5 separate regions of the Mus musculus genome follow, and all the other regions are linked to region 1. The links are chromatin contacts, called in public Micro-C and promoter capture Hi-C maps. All regions are on one chromosome and are shown on one strand. The core of a region is the stretch at or near the end of the contact, and the rest is flanking DNA. Distances in the headings are between cores, read along the strand shown.

Region 1 (2,678 bases), core at 46-2,545:
GAAAACTCGTGAAGATTTATCATGTTACCCAAAGGAAGCCATGATGCTGTTTTCTCGCAAAATACCAAGGAATTGGCGCCTTCCAGCATTGGGTGAATATGTAGTGGAAGAAACGGAGGGAGGTTTGCCAGATCCCAGGCAAAGCATCATGCCATCTAGGAGGGGGTGTGGACCCTGCGCCATAACAAAGCTAGTATTTAGAGAGCACTTACTGTATGCAACTAAACACTTTATGTGTCTTAACTCACCTAATCCCCACAACAACCTGGAGGAAAACACTATTATCTCCATCTTACAGAGCAGGAACAGGCCTGCCCAAGTAGGTCAGAGTCAGCCGGCATCTAAACCTAACTTGCCTGGCTCCAGAGTTAGGTTCCTACTCATCAGGAGGCTTTCTAAACTTGTAACGTCGACAACAAAACGCCCAAGTACAGGAAAGAGAGATGTCTAACCAAACAGCGTGTTAAGAGGTTTTATGGATGGCTGACAGATGTGAAATCTTCAAGGTCAACAGGTGGAGAAAGGATCTGGACAGAAATAGACTCTCAGGGGAAGGAGCAGCCTGACCTGACAGAAAGAAGCAGCAGTTTGGGTGTGTGCCAATCGATGATGACAGCACGCGTGGGAGGAATGCTGCAGAGAGAGGCTTCGCTAGATCCTTCAAGGTCCTTTAGGGCTAGGCTTTCCCGGCCCCGGTTATCTACCGGGGCTGGGGGTTGGTGTTAAAATTCTCAAGCTAGTATGTGCTCATCCCTTACTTTCTGCAGGGTCTCCCCTGCCAGCGATCAAGGAAGACAACACATCCAGGTTTCTTTCTGGGGAAGCACTGAGTGGAGACAGTCAAGGTCACCCACGATTGGGTACAGTGTGTCCAAGCGGACCACTAGAGTCCTGTGCCAGACACTTGGCTGTCAGCCGGGCCTGGCCAACGCAGGAACGTGCGCACCGCCGGAGCCTGGCGGCGACAGTCACCTGCTCAGCGGGTACAGAAAGACCTGTTCTCTGCTTTCCCCACGGGCGGGCCACCGCCCCAGGTCTCCAGGCCCCAGAAGGTCAGGAGGTTGTCCTCTGGGGACTCCCGCCACCCGCACCATCCTCATCACCCCAAGGAATAAAAGCCTCAGCGATTGGAACACGCTACGCCAATCATCCTAGCCTCTGCCCACACCTCCTCCGGTGTACATTGCATTGGTTGCATCATACAAGCCTCCGATAAGATCCTCTTCTCGAATTGGCTAGTAGAGGCTTGCCCCGCCTAACCCTTCTTAGTCGGAAGGTTGTGATTGGTTAAGCGCGTTGCCAAGCTCCGGACGCGGCTCGACCATTGGAAGCCGCGGGCTGCCCCGCCCGCCGGCGAAGGTGAGAGTCTCCTCCAGTCACCGGACCCCGCACCGCACAGAGCTGCTCCCGGCTCGTTCTCGAGGTCTCGGCACATTCTGTCGCGATGGCGCCTCCATCAGTCTTTGCCCAGGTTCCGCAAGCTCCTCCGGTTCTGGTCTTTAAGCTCACTGCGGACTTCCGGGATGATCCAGATCCCCGCAAGGTTAACCTCGGCGTGGGAGGTAAGGATGCAGTGCCTTGGAATGCGAGCAGCCTGGGGGGAGGTGGGCGTAGGAGGAGCTGAGATTTAGTTTGTGTCTCCCTGAGAGGAGCCCGAGGAGAGAAGGTTGGGACCACGAGGACATCACCAACCTACCCATTTTGCAGATGGCGATACAGAGTCCTTGGAAAGAGGGGGTGTTCAAGGTCACGCAGAACAGGTGTAACATCTGGGACACAAATGTTGTTTTTGTTTCTCCACCCAGTGTTCTTTATAGTACTTGTTCTAAAGCAACGATGGGGATGGTAAGGAGAGAGAAGTATGGTAGCTTTAGCGTCTCGTGGTCAACTGGAACTGGGAATGAAAGAGCTGTTAGCCTAATGGAGCTGTAGTCCGGGTTGAGCGAGTAGCAGACGCCACTTAGGAAGCCTGTTAACCCACATGGGGAAGATGTAGGTTTGGTTTATTCTCAGAGTGGAGCAGATGAGGCGAAGCCCATGCATCTCAGGCCACACACATCTGGGTCTTCATTTCTTGATCATTTGCCTTGAACCAAGTTAGCCTTCTGCCAAGGTCGTTTGTGTTGTAGTTTCTAAAGCCCTTTAACTCGAGCCTCCGGCGACTTCGTCATCACTGTTTGGATGTTTGAAGCTCTACAGAGCTTGGTGTGCATTTGGCCACGTGCAGAGGCCAGCCGAGGAGAGAAGAGTGAGCAGACTGATGCTCTCAGCAGGGAACCAACCGGAACTGAAAGCGCTAGAAGGTTAGAAAGAAGAAATGGAGTTGTTTTGAAGCAGAGGGTGACGTTAAGGGGATTCAGAATCTAGGTTCTTAGAGAGGATGTGCAAATATAGCCCTAGTGTCTCTGTCTCTCTGTCTCTGTCTCTCTCTCGCTCGCTGGCTCTCTTTCATCTAGGTTCTTAGAGAGGATGTGCAAATATAGCCCTAGTGTCTCTGTCTCTCTGTCTCTGTCTCTCTCTCTCTCGCTCGCTCGCTCGCTCGCTCTCTTTCATCTAGGTTCTTAGAGAGGATGTGCAAATATAGCCCTAGTGTCTCTGTCTCTCTGTCTCTGTCTCTCTCTCTCTCTCTCGCTCTCTTTCATCTAGGTTCTTAGAGAGGATGTGCAAATATAGCCCTA
Region 2 (2,678 bases), core at 116-2,615, 770 kb before region 1:
TATAGATCATCTTTTAGTTCAGGGCGAACATCTGCTCCCCAGTGGTGAGAACTCTTTTCAAACTTCTCGCCTCCATTCTGCTGTCCCCCAGAAGGTGGCGCTGTGATTGTGGTGGTGGCTGAGTAAGCGCCAGAGATCTGCAATGAGAGGGGGTGGAGAATTAGGGACTGCAGACGCGTGGGGGCAGCAGGGGTTACTTTCCCTCTAATATAACTGCGGGAGAGATGCAATAACGGCCATACCCCAGTGCCAAGGTTGCATGACTGTAGAGCGCACCAATGGAACACGGAAATGTGCAGGCCATCGGGAATAAGCCTTATGATGAAGGGGCAGGAAAGGACGCTTTATTAGCAGCACCCTTAGCAACTCACAAAGGAAAATCTGCGCATATCGAAAAGAGGTCAGGTTTTACTTTAAGAAACACAAGTTGGGACAATCAACTGTACTGAGTAAAAATCCGGTTATCACCCGGTCCAGAAACAATCTATCAAGGTTGAGCAATTCGGAAATGATGGCTAAATGCTCCCAGCTGCTCTGAACTCTCTCCAACCCTCAACAGCCACCCACCTAGAAGTCCAATCTGCAACCGCCAACCTGAGGAGGGGGTGGGGGGTGGGGTGTAAGCTCACCTCTTGCAGTATGTGGGCCGGCATCTTGGCGTCGGATGCTGGGGTCACGTTCCCAGGGATGAGAACGTGCAGCGAGCTTCAGACCTCAGCGACAAAGGGTGCTATGACTAAGTTTCTGCAGCCCGCTGCGCGGTACAAGCTCTGGGCCAGAGCTGGCAGTGGGGTATTAATGTCCTGTATATCCTTAGGTTCGTTATATTGATCAATGACCAGATAAAAAATCAAAAACTGGCTGGCCAGGGCAGCCGCGGGCGGAGATAAGGATAGAAAATGAGAGGACGCCAAAATCGCAGCTTGCAGCCACCGGTGTCCAGGAGTCAGAATACTGCAGACACCAACACCGCATTGTCCCATCCCTAGCCAAGCGGAGGGGGGCGATGCTAATGAGGCCTTCGTAAACTCTGGCTAGTCATTGGCCGATGGGAATTTGGTACCACCTCGTCCTGCTGCTCTCATTGGCTCTGCACAATCTGCTGTTCCCTCTGCCTCCAGCTCCGCCCCCCCCTCCTCCCTTCTTTTTCTGCTCCTGGCTTCTCACCCATCCCCCGCTGGTCCTCCACCCAGCCCCCACCCTGCCACGGGGGCGCTTCAGCGCTTTCTCTGGAAGAGAAGACCCAATCTAGCAGTGGGGGTTGGCTACCGGGGCAGGAAGACGCGGAGAGGTACATAAAGTGGGAAAGCCACTAGAGCGCCGACCACTTGCAACTCCATCCGGTCTTTGCATTTCCAGAGGCGCGTGGGAGGGGAAATGGCTACCACCAACAGAGAGCAAAGCTGAGAGGGGCCTCCCTCCCCAACAGGCGCCTCTGTAGTCCCTTTTGGAACAATGGCTCAGCCTTGCCCACCAGCTCCAGGATGCTTACCAGATAATAACTCGGAGCTCTGGTACTGTAATCAAGTTTTCATAGATCTGTGGCTTGCCCATTCACACTGGTCTGGGTCACCATGGTCACTGTGCACACTCCGAGAGCACAGCCAAGGTCAGTCAGCAGTATCTCAATCCCACCCCTCACCCCCCACTTCCCACCTCACGCCTTGCGAATACATGTGGCACCTTTAGGAGACTCTTTTGTTGAAAGTTTGCAGTTTGCTATCTGAAAACCGCCGAAAAGCATCTAGCCGAGGGAGCCTTATGTATGTGGAGTAGGAACAGAGAGTGGGTATTAAATTATTACTGCAAGGTTCTCTGTGACCGCTCAGTGGGTAGCCCTGTTCTTCCACTCTAAGCAGGAAGAAGGGGACATAGGGACATACGGAGATGGGATAAACTGTTCAGCCGGCAAGGGGAGGAGCTAGCTGTGCTGAAACGCTTTCAAGCCACTCCTCAGAGGACCCTATGACCCTTGAACCTTGGGTGCTCTGACCTAACACACCTCCCTCGCTGCCCCATCTTCTCTGGGGCCTGTGTTAACTCTTTCAAGAGATAGAACTTGTAGCCTATGCAGGCGGTGCATTCACAGAGTACCTTCTGTATCCAGGTCACCCCATTACTGTATCTCCCACCTCTAGGAAAAGGGGTTGATAGACATCTTGTCTTCTCAAGAAGAGAGATGCCAGGCATTTCCTGAGACCAAACCAGACCTCTTGCCTTCTGGTCTCAGGGGCTTGCCAACTCTCTGGCTTGTGACCAGACACCTCCATTGCAGGCCTGGCTCACTGACCATAGCCAAGAATGCTGAACAAGACCAGGTGTCCTCAGCAAATGGCTGGCGGAGGCTCAGAGGTACTGTGTGAAGTTATCTGGAGATGTCACTTCCCCCTGGGTTGTCTGCGTGATGTCTGATCTTTTACTAGCTGTGGGTTTGTCCTTTGTCCTTGGCTGTTAAAAACAAACTCCCTTAGACTGTGAGGCCTTTACAACAGATACTGGCTCCTCACGGTTCTGGGGGCTGGGTATCTATAGCAAAGCCCCAGCAGTTTGATTCTGCCAAGAATGGGCCTTTGATTCTTAGGTGGCCATCTCTGTGTTCAATGGGGAAGGGGTGAGCTTTGTCTCTGGGGTTTCTCTTTAAAAACAAACAAAAAGATTTAGTATTACTTGTAATTATA
Region 3 (2,678 bases), core at 74-2,573, 730 kb after region 1:
GACTAGAATATGGGACGCCTGTGGGGTGAGGAGAAAGGCCACAAAGATACACTAGCACTAGACCACAGAAACTGTTGAAATCCGGGCTAAATTTGATTTTCCTTCGATTTGTGTTTTTCTATATAATGTGTTTATTACAGTGTGTTTGGCCACACATTTGCATGCTCTAGTGACTTTTTTGGCTTGGTGGGCAAAGCCTAAGTCTGTTGTAATTAACTTTACATCACAGCGAACCATGCAGATATGAGTAATTCCCCTTAATTACCACTTGGTGACTGTGGCAACTGCTCTTTACAATGAGAATAAGACACAGTTAGCTGTGGAGTCATGGCGCTGTAGTTTCTGTTTCTGGTTTCAATTGTGTCCTGTGGTTTGAGTGTGATATGCCTATGACATGGAGCTTTGAGATGGTTGCAGGATTAAATTTTCTTTTAAAACTGCCCCCCAGATGAGTCTCTCACCAGGTGGAAGTCAGCAATATCAGTAAAAATCTAGGTTCCTTAGCTGGGTGCTCATCTTGTCTGCCATGTGTGCTAAGTTATTTTAAGGCATTGGATGCACATGGTGGAATCCGGTTGTGCAGATTTAGATGGGACACCATTCAAATCATGCCCCCCCCAATCTGCTACATACAGAAAAAGTCCATCTATATCCCTGGCACTGAACCTGTGAGCTTCCCCTGTGCCACGTGAAACAGTGCTAGTAGGCATTTGGAAAAGCTAGATCAAAGCCGTTCAGACCCTCGGTGTGCCCTTCATGGGCAGGATGCAGAGTTGGATGAGCTTCAAGCAGTAAAGCTTCACCCCAGAGGATTGAGGGGAACGGGACGGGACGTTTTCTTCCCAGTCTTTCCTGTCTCTTCTGGTCTCCTCTCTGTAGCAGCCCAGCCAGTCCCGTTCCTGAACTGCTGTGGGAGGAAAAAGCCAGACAGCTAAGTACGAACTACTGAGGATGAAGAAAGGAAGGGAGCCTAGGGAAGGAAGCGTTAGGTCGCAATTGAAAAAAAGATCATTGAGAAATAGGAGCGCTCCGAGGGGATCCAGAGCCTTGCCTGAATCAAAAGAATCATAAGAAAACTCATGAAGCCTTGGCCACCATCACCGATGCATCGGCATTACTCAGGGCCATGTGAAAGGAATTTCCTTTCCTCTGCCTCTCCTAGAGCAGAAGGGACGCAAACCCACGGTCCTGAAACCTGGCTGGGCCCCTCCGACTCTAACCTGGGCCTGACCTGGAGGAGGGCAGGGCAGCTGCACACACCAGTTTCCCAGCCCAGCTCAGGAAGCTGCACTAACAGGTGCGGCCGGGGGCGGCGGGGGACCCAGAACCCGGGAGAGCCTGGCGCCGGGGCCAGCGACTCCGCACCTGCGGCGGGATCCCCCTAGGCAATCCGGCTGGGAAGCTCTCACCGCCCAGGAACTGCATCCCTGCTTCGCGCTCTTCCTTAAAATTGGGCCCCACTCCAGACGGAGCCCCTGCCAAGGGGGCCACAGTGCAGTTTGGGTTTGGGTTTGATTGATACTAAGATTTGTTTCTTTGACACACTAAGCGCTAGGTACACCTCCCGGCCTTGGGGAGATGGGGTGAGGACAGCAGGGACTAGAGGACTAGTTCGGCTTCCTGGGAGCAACCCTGCAGTCTGACGCTCCCCTCGCTGTTGTATAGAACAAGAGTGCCCCCTAGTGGCCGAAAATTAGCGTCGGGCTAGGAGAGAGCAACTGTGCACATTAACACATAAAATTCTTATTTGTTCTGTCTCCTGACCCTACTCCTCTCTTGCTGTCAGTCGCATTATTTACAATCTAGAAGCCTACGGGAAGTGACCGGAAACCTATCTAGACCGACACGTTTAATGTCTGAAATCTAGACAGAATTCAGCTTCTGGACTTGCGGTCTGTTGTCCCCCCTTCTCAATTGTAGTTCTGACTTTAATGTTTCTTGTAATATAAGCTGTATCAGATGTGGATAGATAAGAGAATAAAGAACGTGATGGTCATCAGCCCTCCTATCAGGGGTGAGGACAAGCAGACAGAATTTTACAATCCAAGTCCAGGCCCAAGAAGTGCAAGGAATTATGGGACACTTTCGAGGGGCACTTGTACATGATATAAAGAACAAGCAAGACCATCAAGAAAAGAGTCAGGGGCTGGAGAGAGAATTCAGCAGTTAAGAACAGGTTCTGTTCTTGCAGAGGACCCAGTTTGATTCCCAGCACGCACGCTGAGTAGTTTCCAATCTCCTGTAGCCCTGGCTCCGGGGACTCCAATGCCCTCTTCTGGCCTCCATAGGGGCTGCATTAGTGTGTAAATATCACCCCCTCCATGCACGCAAAAATTGAAAATCAGTCTTTAAAGAAGACACAGCAGCATGTGGAGGAAGTTCCAGACAATGGAAACAGCAAAGACAGAAGAGCCCTGAGATTAGAAAAACTAACCAGAGAAGTTGCAGCACAGGGCGAAGGAAGTGGTAGACAGGGACTAGAAAGGGCGGAAGTTAGAATGAGCCTCTAAGGAGCTGGAGGTGTTGATAAAAGGGCGGGCTTCGGGGAATGCAGATGATGTTCTAGAAGCCAGTGAACGTTTAGACAGGTGAATGGCACGCTCAGATTTCTGTTTGTTCAGGATCATTCTAAATTAAATAGTGAACTTTGCCTTAGGCTAGCTGTTAGGTCTGGGCAG
Region 4 (2,678 bases), core at 110-2,609, 580 kb before region 1:
GGAAACCTGAAGATTGTGGAGCCTGACAGGAACCATTTTACAGTTAAAAAAATTAAAAGGCCAGGTCTTTAATCTTAGCATTCTGCAGGCAGACCAGTGAGTTTTAAGGCCAGCCTGGTCTACATAATGAGTTCCAAGTCAAACAGGGCTATAGCAATAAACCTTGAGTTGCATTTTAATTATAGAATATTTAAAAAGCAAACTCACTGTAGAAACCAGTTTGAGTAATTTAGACAGAATTATCTTGGCTGGAGTTTTCAGCATCCCTCGAGTACAAATTATGAAACTGCATCCCACCTGTCACTCCTGGCTCTACCATACACAGCAAATGAGGTTTCATCCTGTTACATGACCGTCTCCTCTGCTCTAAAGATGCTCTCTCAGAGCCTCATTTCTATTACCTTCAAGTTTAATATTCCAATTCCATGAAAGATATGAAAATAATAGAAACCAGTTTATCGAATACCACTCACTATTAGTGACCCACAACATCGAATTGCATGCTGACGTTGAGAATTTGATTTTATGCTGACTCTTACACTTTTGAGTTATTAGCATCGCTAGCTTCAGCCCGGTACAAGCTTGTAATCCCAGTCTTGGAAAGACGGAGAAATACGTTCTAGTCCAGGCTGGACTGTATTGAGATCCTGTCTCAGAACAGGACACCTAGAGTCCATGAAGTGGATAACCCACTCAAATGGCTAGGTGGGTTGGCTTTCCCTGTGCAGCCCACCACTCAGAAGTATGCCTCTCTGGACCGAGAGCTCCTCCAGGCTTGTCTTTATAGCCCTGTGGTGCACCTCAGAAACAATTCCAACTCAAGTCGGAGAGAACAAGGCTGATAAACAGTAAGGTCGGTAGGGAGACTCACGAAGTCGCGAAGAAGAGTTTTCACTCTGGAATAAGTCACATCCTTGGTTGGTTTGGGATTATGGAGAGATTCTGATTTACAAGGCTAATGAATCAACAGGGCGGTTAGCGCAGTTTTCTTTAATACTTATGGTGGCCTTAACCGGTGCCGACCGGCGAGTGTGGTAGGATTCGAGGGGCAGAGGGCAGGGCTCTCAAAAAGATGAAATGTGAATGAGGTAGGGACAATGTGGATTTTAGAGTTTGGAGAGAGATCTATTTTAAATAAAAACACGTTGTATGAAACCTTCAAAGAACTAATTAAAAAATATCTATACAAACAAAAATAAAATAAATAGGAACCGCACGCACGATGGTCCTCGCAGGTTGGAAGTTGCCCAGGGCAAGCCGCTGGTGCCCAGTTTCCGGCAGCACCAATCCCAGGGTGATTCCAGGAGCTCGGGGCGGGACTCTGCATGCGGAAGCTAGCGGAAGTGACGCAGTCTCGCGAGACGGAGGACTCCGCAAGCCTCGGCGGCCCGGAACCGGCCTTAGACCGGCGGCGTTGCCTGAGGCGGCTGGCGCTCCCGCCCCATGGAGCGGCCCCCGGGGCTGCGGCCGGGCGCGGGCGGCCCCTGGGAGATGCGGGAACGGCTTGGCACCGGCGGTTTCGGGAACGTCAGTCTGTACCAGCACCGGGTGAGGCGGGGGGCGGGAGCCGTGGCGCGGGCTCTGTCTGGGCGTCCCTGGGACCCGAGCTGTCAGTCAAGGTGGGAGGAGTGGTGGTCGCGACCCTGGACGGGGCTGGGGGCTGGGGCAGTGAGCGAGGGCGAGCGATGGAGCATCCTGCGCTTGTGAGCCTGGGTGGCCGCGGTCCAGGTGTGTCGGAGGTCCCCGGGCAGTGAGTGACAGGCAGCTGTTGCAGCTGTGTGTGGTGATGAGGAGTCTGTACAAAGTCGAGTGCCGATGCGTGTTGTGTGTTTTGTGTATGTGTGTTGTGTGTGTCTCCGTGTGCCTGCTCACACTCCCTCGGGAGCGAGCGGTGTGATCCACTGGAGACTGGACTAGACGAGAAACCTTACGGGTGTGTCCAGAGTTGACCCTTGGGAAACATTGACAGACTTTGGAATTGGAGCGTTTCAGGTAAAAACCAGGGTGAGGGTAAGATGATGAAATCGATCCTTGCTTCGGAGGAAAGAAAATAGAGGGGTTTGTTCTGCAGAAGACAGCTAAGATCAGGCTCAGGAAATTTGTTTTGATTTATCGAAGAACATGTAACCGTTACAACAGCAGTTATTCCTGTCCTTAAAAGGTTTTCAAACTAACAGTCACTTTTCTTACTTTAACGTGTTGTTGTTAATGTTCGGGGTGGAACACAGGACCTTGCACATGCTAGGCAAATGGTCTACCGTTGGGTTACAGCCTCAGCCCTAGTTAATCATGTTTGAGTTGTGGGTCTTTTGAAAAGTCAGTAAAACGCATCTTTTCTCCGGAAAAAAAAATCATATCAATACAAGCCAGTGCATTATTAGTGAGGGTTTTGCTTTCCTGAAGGGTGTAAGGAATAGATCTTGAACACCAATCATTGTAGTATAGGATTTGTTGACTGTAAAATATTTAGAAGAATATACATACATTCTGGGCCTGCTTGAGAGTTGAGTCAGATGGTAACAGAGACGTTAGGAAGTACAAGATAGGTACTGTAATTCCGCTGATAGCTCTCCACTGTCAAGTTATGGCAACCCTCATTACTTGGACTTTTATAAAAGGAGCAGTAAGATAAAAATGGTGTTCTGGAACATCATATATGAGGAATACGTTTTAATTAG
Region 5 (2,678 bases), core at 126-2,625, 550 kb before region 1:
GCATGTATTGAAGGGGTGTGGCTAGATTTGCTCTTACAAAGGCCTGAATTGATTCTCTTGCCTGTCATTCTCTTTGTTACTAGCATCATACATAACCTTGTATTTGCTGTTGTATATCCGTTTCCCAGTTTCCTGTCTGTCTTCACTCTCAGCCAGTTACAGATACAATGCCCCAAAAGCACTGCTTTCTGGTATTTTCCTGCACAGGAGTTTGGTAATCCTTCCAACCTTGTTAACCTTTTCTAGTTGTCTCTGCCCTTAGTGAAATAGAATGCCCTTATTTCCCATGTGTCCCTATATCTCTAAACTCTACCCTTTCCTTTTAGTTTTTGTTTTGTAATACATGCACATGGTGTGGGTTTATTCCCTAAACCTTTTATGATTATTAATTATTGTGTGTGTTGGTGTGTGGTGTGGGGCATGGACCTTTATGTGTGGAGATCAGAGGACAACTTGTGGAGTCAGTTCTCTGCTTTTCACTTCTGTGTGAGGTCTAGGGTGAAAATGAAGTCCTCAGGAGTTCACAAACTCCTCTACCCACTGAGCTATCTCACCAGGTCCACGTGGTATAGAATGTTAAAATACAGTGAAAAAAAAAAAAGGTCGATTCCCAGCACCGATGTGGCAGTTCACAACAGCCTTTAACTCTGGTTCCACGGGATTCAATGCCCTCTTGTGACTGCTGAGGGCACCAGGCACACAGATAGTGACTGACATGCATGCAGGCCTAACAGCCATAAATGAAGTCACTGTCTTCTTGTCATACATTTTCTCTATCAGCAGAAAAATGGATCCTAGACTTTGTAAATCTGGTTCTAGCCTATCTTGCCATACAACTCCTTTCAACCTTATCGCCGTCATGAAAACTCAAGCGTTCACTACTCATTTTGGCCTACAAGACAATCCCGACCTCCACATTCAACATACATATATCATTCTGATCCTGTTTCTGGGTGGCTTTCAGAAAGCACTCTGGTGTAGCATTCTGGCACAAAATAAATATTCAGGCCAAGTCTGAATGGTTAATTCTGGTTGAATAGCTTCCTCTTCTGAACTCGAACCCCTGATTCCTTGAGACTGGTCTGGTAGTTTCCCTAGTGCAGGGTGTGTACCTGGAGAATGTGCTTGCCAGTTGGACTAGGGACGAACCACAAAAGGATGCAGGAACAACTCCTACACTGAGGGGCTGGTCCTGTGCACTAGCATGCCTCAACCAGCGTCTGTCCGAGTGACCCACCCCAGGAGACTTGGTCCTCGTCTGGGCACTTAGAATCACTACACTGTGCGCGCACCCGGGGCCAATTTTGTCCCGCCCGCGCACCGTCTCGCGAGTCGCGGGCGGGGGCTGCGTCGCCTGCGTCCCCGCGCAGCCGCAGTACCGGGCAGGTGGGCGGGGCCGGCTGTTGGCAGCAGTTGGCGGGGCCGGGTGGCGGCTGCACGTGCGGGCGGGGGCGATGCGTCACTGACCGGTGAGGCGAGGCTCGGGGGTCGCGGTCCTCCGAGTGCCTGCGATCAAGGCCGCCCTCAGTCGGGACCTAACGCTTGGGGAGTCGGGGAAGAGGTGTCACGACGTACGCCGAGCCGGGGGCACCCGCGCAGGGGGTTGGCGAGGGGAGCGCTTAGCTGAGAGAGAGAGAGAGAGAGCCCGGGGCCGGAGCGCGGGGCTTCCCGCCTCAGCCGCCCGCGACCGTACGCGGGCTCTTCCCTGGGTGGGGACTGGCCTGTCACTCAACGGACTGAGGTTCCTCTTCTCCCCATGCTCAGGAGGAACAAGGATGAATATGACTCAAGCCCGGCTTCTGGTGGCTGCAGTGGTGGGGTTGGTGGCGATCCTCCTGTACGCCTCCATCCACAAGATCGAAGAGGGACACTTGGCCGTGTACTACAGGTGAGCGCCGCCCTGTGCAGCCCGCGATGGTTCTAGAAGCACAGTGGAAGGGTCCAATGGGTCACAGCGAAGTCTGGGAAGTTGCTCTTTTCCGCGGCGTCAGGGGAGCTGCTTCCAGCCCTGCCTGGGAAGTGGTTTCATCCCAGCTGCCGGGAGTTAACCTTTGGCGGGGCACTTTTCCGTTGTCGGGGCAGTTTAGTGCCAAGTTCGTTCTGTACAGAATTGAAGACACCTTAGGGGGCACGGAAGTAGTCACTGCAACCGAGATGACTTCTCATAGTCCGCACAACTGCACAGGTGTTTAGTTTGCCGCTGTGGATTTTTTCCGGATCTCTGTCTTACATAAAGACAGTTCTCCCCAACACTAAGTTGGGTTTTTTCTTCTTCATTAAAAAATCTCCCATTGTCTGGTTATGTCCCCCAAAGTCTTCATGACCAGAGCAATGTCATATATCCCTAAAGGCCAAGAGACAAAAACCACATTTGCAGGCCACTTTTCTCACTTTTTTTTTTTCAAGTCAAGGTGAAAAAGAGTGTGGACTCAGTTGCCATCCACCTGATTTGGCATAAATCAAGTCTAACTTCCCACCAGGTCCTCGTGGTATAAGCTGGGAAGAGAAGCCAGTTTGTGGACAACTTGGGATAGTGGTTTATTCTGAAACAAGCAGATTTTTGAATATTTCCATCATGCCCCCTAAACTGGTATTTCTACTTTTAGATCAGTCCAGAATCCTAGAAAATACATACTTTTGGTGGTATGTCTTAACAGATGGAGTTCTAGCATAAGAAA

What was found. Promoter capture Hi-C pulls out the DNA fragments that hold promoters and counts their contacts. Hi-C and Micro-C count contacts between places; a contact is called where the count stands out from the background.
Region 2: a contact with region 1 is called in a Micro-C map of embryonic stem cells, with 4 times the contacts expected there. The contact joins the promoter of Scd2 here to the promoter of Got1 in region 1. A contact is called at or near these places in 2 of 484 Hi-C or Micro-C datasets (CD4 T cells and embryonic stem cells) and 3 of 115 datasets of contacts at active chromatin or transcription factors (memory CD8 T cells, pancreatic cancer cells and thymic regulatory T cells).
Region 3: a contact with region 1 is called in a promoter capture Hi-C map of hippocampal neurons, with 8 times the contacts expected there. The contact joins the enhancer-like site here to the promoter of Got1 in region 1. A contact is called at or near these places in 18 of 39 promoter capture datasets (the 3T3-L1 cell line, 3T3-L1-derived adipocytes, the C10 cell line and 12 more), 7 of 484 Hi-C or Micro-C datasets (the 3T3-L1 cell line, B cells, CD4 T cells and 4 more), 12 of 115 datasets of contacts at active chromatin or transcription factors (bone marrow-derived dendritic cells, cardiomyocytes, differentiating embryonic stem cells and 7 more) and 1 of 9 other capture datasets (embryonic stem cells).
Region 4: a contact with region 1 is called in a promoter capture Hi-C map of pre-B cells, with 2.4 times the contacts expected there. The contact joins the promoter of Chuk here to the promoter of Got1 in region 1. A contact is called at or near these places in 5 of 39 promoter capture datasets (3T3-L1-derived adipocytes, cranial neural crest, hippocampal neurons and 2 more), 1 of 484 Hi-C or Micro-C datasets (CD8 T cells) and 1 of 115 datasets of contacts at active chromatin or transcription factors (memory CD8 T cells).
Region 5: a contact with region 1 is called in a promoter capture Hi-C map of embryonic stem cells, with 2.6 times the contacts expected there. The contact joins the promoter of Erlin1 here to the promoter of Got1 in region 1. A contact is called at or near these places in 1 of 39 promoter capture datasets (embryonic stem cells) and 1 of 115 datasets of contacts at active chromatin or transcription factors (bone marrow-derived macrophages).

The regions. Positions count from the first base shown.
Region 1 is chr19:43,523,222-43,525,899 of GRCm38.p6, reverse strand. Got1 (glutamic-oxaloacetic transaminase 1, soluble) reads left to right here and starts at 1,295. Exons shown (of 9, transcript NM_010324.2): 1 at 1,295-1,562. The coding sequence starts at 1,445.
Region 2 is chr19:44,292,363-44,295,040 of GRCm38.p6, reverse strand. Scd2 (stearoyl-Coenzyme A desaturase 2) reads right to left here and starts at 1,365. Exons shown (of 6, transcript NM_009128.2): 1 at 630-1,365; 2 at 1-137. The coding sequence starts at 653.
Region 3 is chr19:42,794,081-42,796,758 of GRCm38.p6, reverse strand. The region is part of intron 11 of Hpse2 (heparanase 2); the gene reads left to right. Among named protein-coding and RNA genes, the nearest start is that of Hps1, 15 kb to the right of the region's middle. Within about 2 kb of position 1,323, at least 57 of the 459 cell types and tissues checked have an H3K27ac peak or open chromatin away from gene starts, as enhancers often do. A contact at or near this core is called in the N1E-115 cell line, differentiating embryonic stem cells, embryonic limb bud and 1 more, where this site is marked.
Region 4 is chr19:44,106,158-44,108,835 of GRCm38.p6, reverse strand. Chuk (conserved helix-loop-helix ubiquitous kinase) reads left to right here and starts at 1,359. Exons shown (of 21, transcript NM_007700.2): 1 at 1,359-1,548. The coding sequence starts at 1,444. It overlaps Cwf19l1 (CWF19-like 1, cell cycle control (S. pombe)), which reads left to right. Exons shown (of 14, transcript NM_001081077.1): 14 at 1-199.
Region 5 is chr19:44,068,482-44,071,159 of GRCm38.p6, reverse strand. Erlin1 (ER lipid raft associated 1) reads left to right here and starts at 1,375. Exons shown (of 12, transcript NM_001164360.1): 1 at 1,375-1,469; 2 at 1,765-1,888. The coding sequence starts at 1,776.